2 separate regions of the Sus scrofa genome follow, and region 2 is linked to region 1. A link is a contact called in public HiChIP or PLAC-seq data. All regions are on one chromosome and are shown on one strand. The core of a region is the stretch at or near the end of the contact, and the rest is flanking DNA. Distances in the headings are between cores, read along the strand shown.

Evidence for each region. HiChIP or PLAC-seq counts read pairs in DNA pulled down with a chosen protein or histone mark.
Region 2: a contact with region 1 is called in an H3K27ac HiChIP or PLAC-seq map of alveolar macrophages. The contact joins two enhancer-like sites. A contact is called at or near these places in 1 of 47 Hi-C or Micro-C datasets (embryonic fibroblasts) and 1 of 2 datasets of contacts at active chromatin or transcription factors (alveolar macrophages).

Annotation. Positions count from the first base shown.
Region 1 is chr5:39,094,755-39,099,101 of Sscrofa11.1, reverse strand. No RefSeq gene overlaps it. Among named protein-coding and RNA genes, the nearest start is that of PHLDA1, 220 kb to the left of the region's middle. Within about 2 kb of position 2,196, at least 2 of the 83 cell types and tissues checked have an H3K27ac peak or open chromatin away from gene starts, as enhancers often do. A contact at or near this core is called in alveolar macrophages, where this site is marked.
Region 2 is chr5:39,267,391-39,271,737 of Sscrofa11.1, reverse strand. No RefSeq gene overlaps it. Among named protein-coding and RNA genes, the nearest start is that of PHLDA1, 50 kb to the left of the region's middle. Within about 2 kb of position 1,942, at least 28 of the 83 cell types and tissues checked have an H3K27ac peak or open chromatin away from gene starts, as enhancers often do. A contact at or near this core is called in alveolar macrophages, where this site is marked.

The DNA of each region.
Region 1 (4,347 bases), core at 947-3,446:
GGGAGGGGGAGGGTGTGGGATGGACTGGGAATTTGGGGCTAATAGATGCAAACTATTGCCTTTGGACTGGATAAGCAATGAGTTGCTATATAGCAACTGCTATATAGCACCGGGAACTATGTCTAGTCACTTATGATGGAGCAGGATCATGTGAGAAAAAGAATGTGACTGGGTCACCTTGCTGTATAGTAGAAAATTGACAGAACACTGTAAACCAGCTATAATGGAAAAAAAATCATTAAAAAGGAAAAAATAAACAAATTCTCTTAGGAGCCTGTATCTTGAATGTTTTAATTAGAACTTTGAATTTTCTTAGGCCCTAGGAATAGGTTTAGAAAGTAAAACATTGGTCTTTTTCTCCATTCAGGGACTGTTTTTTTATTTGGGCAAAAAAGTTGTTCTTCAGTCTTTTTTTTTTTTTAAGGGCTGCACCTGTGGCATATGGAGGTTTCCAGGCTAGGGGGTTGAATGAGAGCTACAGCTGCTGGTCTGAACCATAGCCACATAGTATCTGAGTCATGTCTGTGACCTATACTACAGCTCATACAATGCTAGATCCTTAACCCACTGAGCGAGGCCAGGGATTGAACCTGCATCCTCATGGAGGCTAGTCAGAGTCATCTCTATTGAGCCATGATGGGAACTCCAGTTCTTCAGTCTTTTAAAATCATGTAGTCGTGCTTCAATTACAGTAAAAGCTTCACTGGCTTTAATTATTGATGGAGGTGGTGATGGTGATGTAATCTCATGAGACCAGGCGGCCTTAACTGGTTTCAAGTTTGGCTCCTCATTCCTATTCATCCCAGCATGACTTTCTCCTGGTACTTTACATGTTATCCAGGTCTTGGATCATTAAAGAGAAATGCACATTAAAAAAAAATCTCCCCAGAAAGTGTAAAGTATCTTCATTCATAAAGCAACTATTGTTCTTAGTGATCCTGGGACACCATAGTTTATCTGATCAGACATTTTCACTGGAAACAAGTTTGTGAGATGTAATTAGTGTCTACATAGTTGGAAATTGAAAGAATTGTTAGACAATCTTGCTTGATTTTGGGTTATGATCAACTGTAATATGTAAAACGTAACCACTTCCAGGTCTGATCTTCTAAAAGGAATACACAGGGAGTATCATTCATTTCTTCTTTCTTTTACTGATTTATTTAGTCAATAAATATTAATTCAATATCCACCATTTGCCAGATGGTGTGGCTAGATGCTGAAAATACGTCAGTAAAGAAAAAAAACTCTCATGACACTTCTATTTTAATCAGAAATACAGATGGTAATTATATAAAGCAAGAGATAAATACTATTGGAGTTCCCGCTATGGTACAATGGGATCTGCCATGTTTCTGGAGCGCTGGGATACAGGTTCAATCCTTGGCCTGGCACAGTGGGTTAAGGATCTCAATTTGCCACAGCTGCAGTGTAGCTTGAAACTATGGCTTGGATCTGATCCCTGGCCTGGGAACACCATATGCCATGGGGAATCCAAAAGAAAAAAAAGGTAGGTATTCTTAAGATAAAAAAGAGTATACTGTAGAGGAGAGGGTTAGTCAGTAAAGTAATATGAATCCCTAAGAAGATGGAGAGTAATATATCTATAACAGCCATAATAAAACAAAGCACAGTAGTATTTTATATGGCTAGTGACCATCTGGTAACTGCTACTTACTGCAATGACTTTCTTTTTCTTGAGCTTTTGATTTTGATTTTTTTTCTTTTTTTTTTAGGTTTCCTGTTTTATAAAATATTAAGGTGAGGGGGCGAGGAGATCCAATTGCAGAACTTTTGATCTAATATTTATCTTAGAGTTGATCTAATCTAATTTCCTTCACTTTGTAGGTGATGAAATTGAGGCTTAGAGAAGTTACCTGACTTAATCTGAGTTTCACAGCTAGTTACAGCTAATTATCAGTACCTAGTGCTCACCCATATGGATTTTCAATGAGTGGTGCATCTCTGGGTGTTTAATTTATAAAACCCCAAATCTGGATTTTCATGGTCTTGCCCATGATCAACCTTGAGATAACCCAAGTTCTCAGGTTCCAGGGGTCACCTTCTATTTAACACCTAATAACAATTTATAAGCCTCATTTCCACTCCCAAACTGGCAAGAAGTCTAGCCGTTAATGGGCACTCATGGGCTTCCTCTCTGCCTGGCTTAATGTTCTAAGCTTTTCTGTGGGTGGACTCGGGAAGTTTCACAACTGCTTCTTCAGGCTTCTGGAAATCCTCTCAGTGTGGGCACAGTTGATTTTCTAAACACTTCTAAAACCAGGCTGTCTAGTTTATAAAACTTTACCAGTGGTTTGGGGATAACAGAAGAGAATTACTCTGTAGAAAAGGAACAGTAACATGAATGCTATCTCCCACTAGAATTCATTGGTCAAGCACTCAGGAGAGGTCCCTTCGAGTTCCTGTTGTGGCTCCATAGGAACCATGAGGTTTCAGGTTTGATTCCTGGCCTCACTCAGTGGGTTAAGGATCCGCAGTTGCTGTGAGCTGTGGTGTAGGTTGCAGACAAGGCTTGGATCTGGTGTTGCTGTGGCTCTGGCATAGGCTGGTGGCTACAGATCTGATTAGACCCCTAGCTGGGAACCTTCACATGCCATGGGTGTGGCCCTAAAAAAGACAAAAAAAAAAAAAAAAAAGATGTCCTTTACTCTTTCAACCTTCCTCTAAGCCTAGTCCTGCCACCCTATTGCAGGATCCAGTTTAACACTTCATGGCCTTTGACAATATCCTTCCTCCCTGGAGCCCAGGTCTTTAGGTTTTTTTTTTTTTTTTTTTTTTTTTTTTTAGGGCCACACCCATGGCATATGGAAGTTCCTAGGCTAGGGGTTGAATCAGAGGTTTAGCCACTGGCCTATGCCACAGCCACAGCAATGAAGGATCCCAGCCACATCTGCAACCTACACTAAGCTCACGGCAACACTGGATCCTTAACCCACTGAGCGAGGCCAGGGATTGAACCCGCAACCTCACAGATGCTAGTCATATTCACTCTACTGAGCCCCAGTGAAAACTCCAGGCCATTAGGTTTTCACTGACTCTAGCAAGTTAAGAATTCCGTTCTTCTCCCAGGGAGGCGTTCCAGTCCACACTGATGATGACTTTGACAAAATCATACAGAGCAGCTTAGTTTTCATGGTCTCACACTTTCCATTCCAGATTTGAATTTGGGCTTTCTTTTTACATAATCAAAATGCTGTAAGTAAGAATTTTTTCCCAAGACAAAAGAGTAACCCTCCCCACTATGCCTCCACTTCCAGCTAAATTTTGAAAATACAAAACAAACAGGAAAAACCTATTGGCAGCTTTGAAATAACTATCTCACTTAAGAGCCAGCTATCAAAATTTCAGTCTTATTGGATTAAGTTTCAAATGGTTTCCTCCATGATTTGTAGAAATTCTCCACTCTTTCTTGGCTAGTTGCCTTCCACCACCATCTTCAGAGCTTGTTTCAAAACCTAACTTTTTCAGAAGCCTGGTTGGCTTTATGTCCTTCTAATCAACACTTTATTCAGTTTATGTGATACCCTTTGGCCATATTTCAGCATTTGTACATGTGTATTCTCTTCCCAATGAGAATGAACATAAACACTTTAAAGATACTTTGTTTTCAGAACCCCTCACTCCCTGTTTGACAACAATGCCAGTTTAGTACTCAACAAAGATAACCTAATCTTGTCAGACTGAAATCTATTGTTTACCCTCCCAAACACTGCCAAAGGCCTTGGACTTACTGCATTGCTCTATCTTGATAATGTCTTTCATTTCACTATCTTACTGAATTTGCCCCAAGTTCTGCTTGTCATGTGCATATGGGCATGCCATCCTAGTGAAATTCCTGTTCGAGAGCATTTTTTAATTTCATTTTACATGAGAACTTAAGTTTCATACTATGATGTTCTATTGCATAACCCAATGGGAAAATAGTATGTTGAGTTGCCAGAGACTGAACTGAAGCCAGGGTGTCACATCGGCATTGCTCTATCTCAGAAGGGGATGCTGGTAATCTTAACTGGGCAGAGGGAACTGTAATTAGAGCCTGAAAATCTGGTGGAGGGGAGAATATGAGCAAAGAGAACTACTAATGGGTCTTCTTGAGAGCAGGAAGAGAAATTGAGAAGCCTGGGCCACTGTGGCCTGAAAACACTCAGGCCCAAGTGTGGCCTGAAAACATACAACAATGAGAAGGAGGTGGGAAGATAGCATCAAGGAGTGAGAACTAAATTTTGCAGGTCCACACTGAGATGTAGAAGTAGCTGAACTCGGTATCTGTGTTAGTTAAATGTTTAGGTCAATAAAATAAAACAGTTAACATGTAATAAATGTCAT
Region 2 (4,347 bases), core at 693-3,192, 170 kb before region 1:
AAATAGGGATAGGAGCTCGTAAAGGTTTGCATCTACTAAACCCTAATGCCCTGTCCATCCAATTCCCTCCCTCTTGGCAACCACAAGTCTGTCTCCATGTCTGTGAGTCTGTTTCTGTTCTGTAGATAGGTTCATTTGTGCCCTATTTTAGATTCCACATATAAGTGATATCATATAGTATTTGTGTTTCTCTTTCTAACTTACTTGACTTAGTATGAGAATCTCTAGAATGAATAAGAAATGAGGTCCTGCTATATAGCACAGGGAACTATATCCAATCACTTGTGGTAGAACAGGATGGAATATAACATGAGAAAAAAATGTATATATGTATAATTGGGCCACTTTGCAGTACAGCAGAAATTGACAGAACACTGTAAATCAACTATACTTTAATTTAAAAACATGGAAAGAAAAGTTCATAAAGAGAGTGGGAAGATAATACTGGGACACCCTGATACCAATTGTATGTAAATCACTTAGCAGTATGCAGAGTAGTGTTTTCAAAATCCTGTGCTCTGAGACAAGACTGAATCACTTCTATTTCCATCAGTAAATGCTGAAGGCAGTAACAGGATGTGGACCCAGAGGTCCTGCCTGTCTACCTAGAAATGACTAATCTCCTTTCTCTAATTTAATAAAGGAGGATAACATTGGAGTGGGTAAGAAGAGAGAATATGAAAGTGAGGAAAGTGGCTAGAATGGGAGGTGGGGATGGAAGGAAGAGGAAAGGTTCTAGACCCCAATCAGTTCCTGAGCTGTGACTGGAACATCATTTGCTATCCCATGTCCTCTATCAACTTGAGTTACCAAGCACAAATCAGAGCTCTGCATTAAGCTGTGTGACATACAAGTGCCTAATTCCCACCCTCCCAACTAGCCAGGGAAGGGGTTTCTTAGCCTAGTTCATCCAGAAGGCAAGGGCTTGGGTAATGTGGCGGGGGGGGGGGGGTGTTGGTTGGTTTTTTTGTTTTGCCAAACCCACAGACAGCATGCAGAAGTTCTTAGGCCAGGAACTGAACCTGCACCATGGCAGTGACCCTAGCCACAGCAGTCACAACACCAGATCCTTAACCTGCTGAGCCACAGGGAAATCCTTGGGTGATGTCTTTTGAGGGCTGGTATATTCTTTTATAATAAGGAAATATAGAAATATATATTTCTATATATATATTATTTCTTAATATAGAAATATAGAAAGCTTTTGTAGGCCCATATGGGGGAGAGACCACCATTAGAAAGCTCACCCTGGCATGGAGGGAAATGCCTTTGAACTCTACATCCCAGCAGGATGAGCAGAGAACTGGGAGATCAGCTCACCTCCATGGACTATCCCCACATGAAGTTGTATTCAGTAATATAGGCAATTAAAGAGTTTCCTTCTTTTCCCCTAGGTTTCCTTCTTCTACTCTGTGCATGTTTTTGGATGAACTATATTTAGCTTTTAGGTGAATGTTTTGAAGGCATCCTGATTTTGTTGAAAACTGAAATCATCCCCCTGGAGTACTGGGTTGTATTAGGACAGCCTCTGCCAATCTTTGTAAACCCTTTGCTTTTCTGAATACAGACATTGGACTCACATCTTCTTAAATGTAAATGATTCCATCAAATTCATTCCAACTTTCGTACATGTATGAGTTTGGTCTACTTCTAAGCAAGCCAAGCAAATTCTTCAAATTCCAAACCCAGTTACTGATGGAAGGAGTTCCTATGATTGCCTAAAACAGCAGGATTCTGCCAAATTGTCCTCAATGCCAGTTCAACAGCTAGGGTTTTTTGGTATCATAAAATCAGTGCTTATCCTGATTCTCACCCCCTGAGCTGTGTTATCCAGACCTCTGCCAATAGATCTGCATCATTGTTGTGTGCCTTGTTTGACTGCCCTGTCTCCAGCTCTGTTGAGACTGTCTGTGGGTGGCTTCCCTGTGCCGGGATGACAAGGGCAAAGGTCAGAAGCTTCCATGATTCATTTCCTTTTTGCTGCACGCAGTGGATGGTTTTCTGGGTGAGTCACTCAGATGCCAAACACAGGAGGGATTTTCTTCACAGAGAGGCCCTGAGGCTCTGCTATGCCCTGAACTGGAAGAACTGAGTTCTTAATATCTTTTTAAAAATTTTTGTATTTATCTCGATGATTTCATAACCCCCTTTGTATCCCCTGTCTTTGTGTCTGATGACTGCTTTGTGAACACTGCCAAACCTTTGTAGAACTTTCTGGTATCTTGTGGAGCCCCATTGAATTCTGACTCGAATAATTGGACTCTTAAATATATACTCCCAACACACTCCAGTACTAAAAAAAATCTCTGGTATGCCATCTATACTGGAGCTTTAACAGTAGTCTACTCATGGCTCCTCAAAAATCCACCCTCTTTTTCTCCCAGAATAACAATCTATGGAAGGAACCTAGATATCAACAGAGAAAGATGTTTAAATAACTAGAGCTAAGCTCTGCAGTAAAGTGTTTTTTCCTCAATAAAGGGAGGGTTATTATTTTCTTTCCTTTTTTAACCTTTTGAAAATTATGAAATAGAATATACAAATAGAAAACATAAATATATAGCATAATGTATACTTACAAAGTGAACACCCCTCAATCAAGAAAGGGAACATTGCCAGCCCAGATACCCCTCCTTTGTTGACCTTCTAGACCACACCCCCTCCCTCCCTCCTAGAAGTAACCACTATCCTAACTTTGGTGATGATCACTTCCTTGCTTTTCTGACCACCTCTGGTTGCAAGGTTATTATTTTCTAAAACAGTATCGCTTCTATCTTCTACTGGTGGCACAATATCTTTCATTTGTATTAAGCAATGACCACAGGATGACATTGGGCTGGAGTTATGTATATGCACTGTTTTCTTCCTCACCCCCAAATTCCAAAGAACTGCTTATCTATGTTTTCTGTGTCATGAACTAACAACATTCCTGGTACGACACATGTTTAAAATAATGACAGAGAAGAGGTAAAATAAGCACGAAACTTTCTGCGGCCTACCTCTTGCATTCTGGGTTTTCTGAGCTGCAAGTAGAGTGGTGGATGATAGGAACCCTCCTCTCCTTCCTATGACATCCTCATTCTTTAATTTCCCTGGGAAGTAGCCCAGAAAGTTCTAAAATATGTAGAACCTGGGCATGAAAAGTACCTATTTACTTGTTCTTGGACTACTCATCCCCCTCACCTTTGCCTCCAACTGTGAGAACAGTCATGTCATTTCAATTATATCATCACACTATTCATTGCAACTCACCCCAGGGATTCTTTGACCTTCTTTGGTCTGATACATTCTCTACTGAGCTAGGAATAAAGATATATGGGAATAGGACTTAAAGCCTCATTCTTCACATTTTTGTTACCTCATCTTCCTCTACTTCCTTGACTGGCTCAGGCAACCGTTGGCAACCACGTTTTAAAGTGCTTCCATTTCTATGAAAATGAAAAGCTTGGATTTATTAGTAGTAATGGATTCAAGATCCTAGGCATTTTTCTTCTTAAGAGCCTGGCTTAGACTTGGGAACCTACAAGATAACAGGCCTCAGATTTTGGTAGCTCCATTAGGGTTGGAGGGAGGATGGTCAGTCTTTGAAGCTCTCTTTTGATTCAAGGCCACATTCTGTGTTTCCTGCCAGCACAGGTCTGGTGATCTCTGTGACCTCGTGCCCAGAGCTTGTAGATAGCTTTATAAGCTTAATGGGAGAAAAGTCAATTATAAGACATCAAAGGTGATGTGGGTGGGATTGCCCTGGAAACACCCACTGGACTATAATGCTGCTCACTGTGGAATACCATTTGGTGAAATGCCTCTCCATCCTGGGCTTTATCCAAGATGTGGTCACTGAATCCCCACAAGGCCTTTATGTTCCCCACTGTGGTCCTCATAGCCAGAGTTTCCCCATGAGTAGGTTAGATACTTGTGTAAAACAGTTTGGTTAGTGGAGGAGCAGGTATTGGAAAAACAAACAAGACAGGGATTTAATTTTGGAGTAAGTCTGGAGGTGGTATTAACGGAGGAAGTTAAAGTTATTTTCAGAGGTGCTTGTGAATTGTCCAGATCCATGTCCTTAACCTTGGGATGGGGTAGCATCTGAGTCACACTAAATGCGGAACCTGAACAGGGCTCCGAGCCTGTCACAGGGGCCAGGATCTTGGGCAGGTGGCTTTCATTCACCACATGAGTTTTGGGGCCCAGTGTTAAAGGTCCCAAAACCTTTTTATTTTATTTTTTTTTCAGAGGAGGAAGTTGGAGAGAAACAGAGGTGGCAGCTCCCACGTTAACATACCTCTTGGACTTTTTCACCCGTGTGAGATGAGGAACCCTTTTTCATCCTCTCCCTGACCCAGGCTC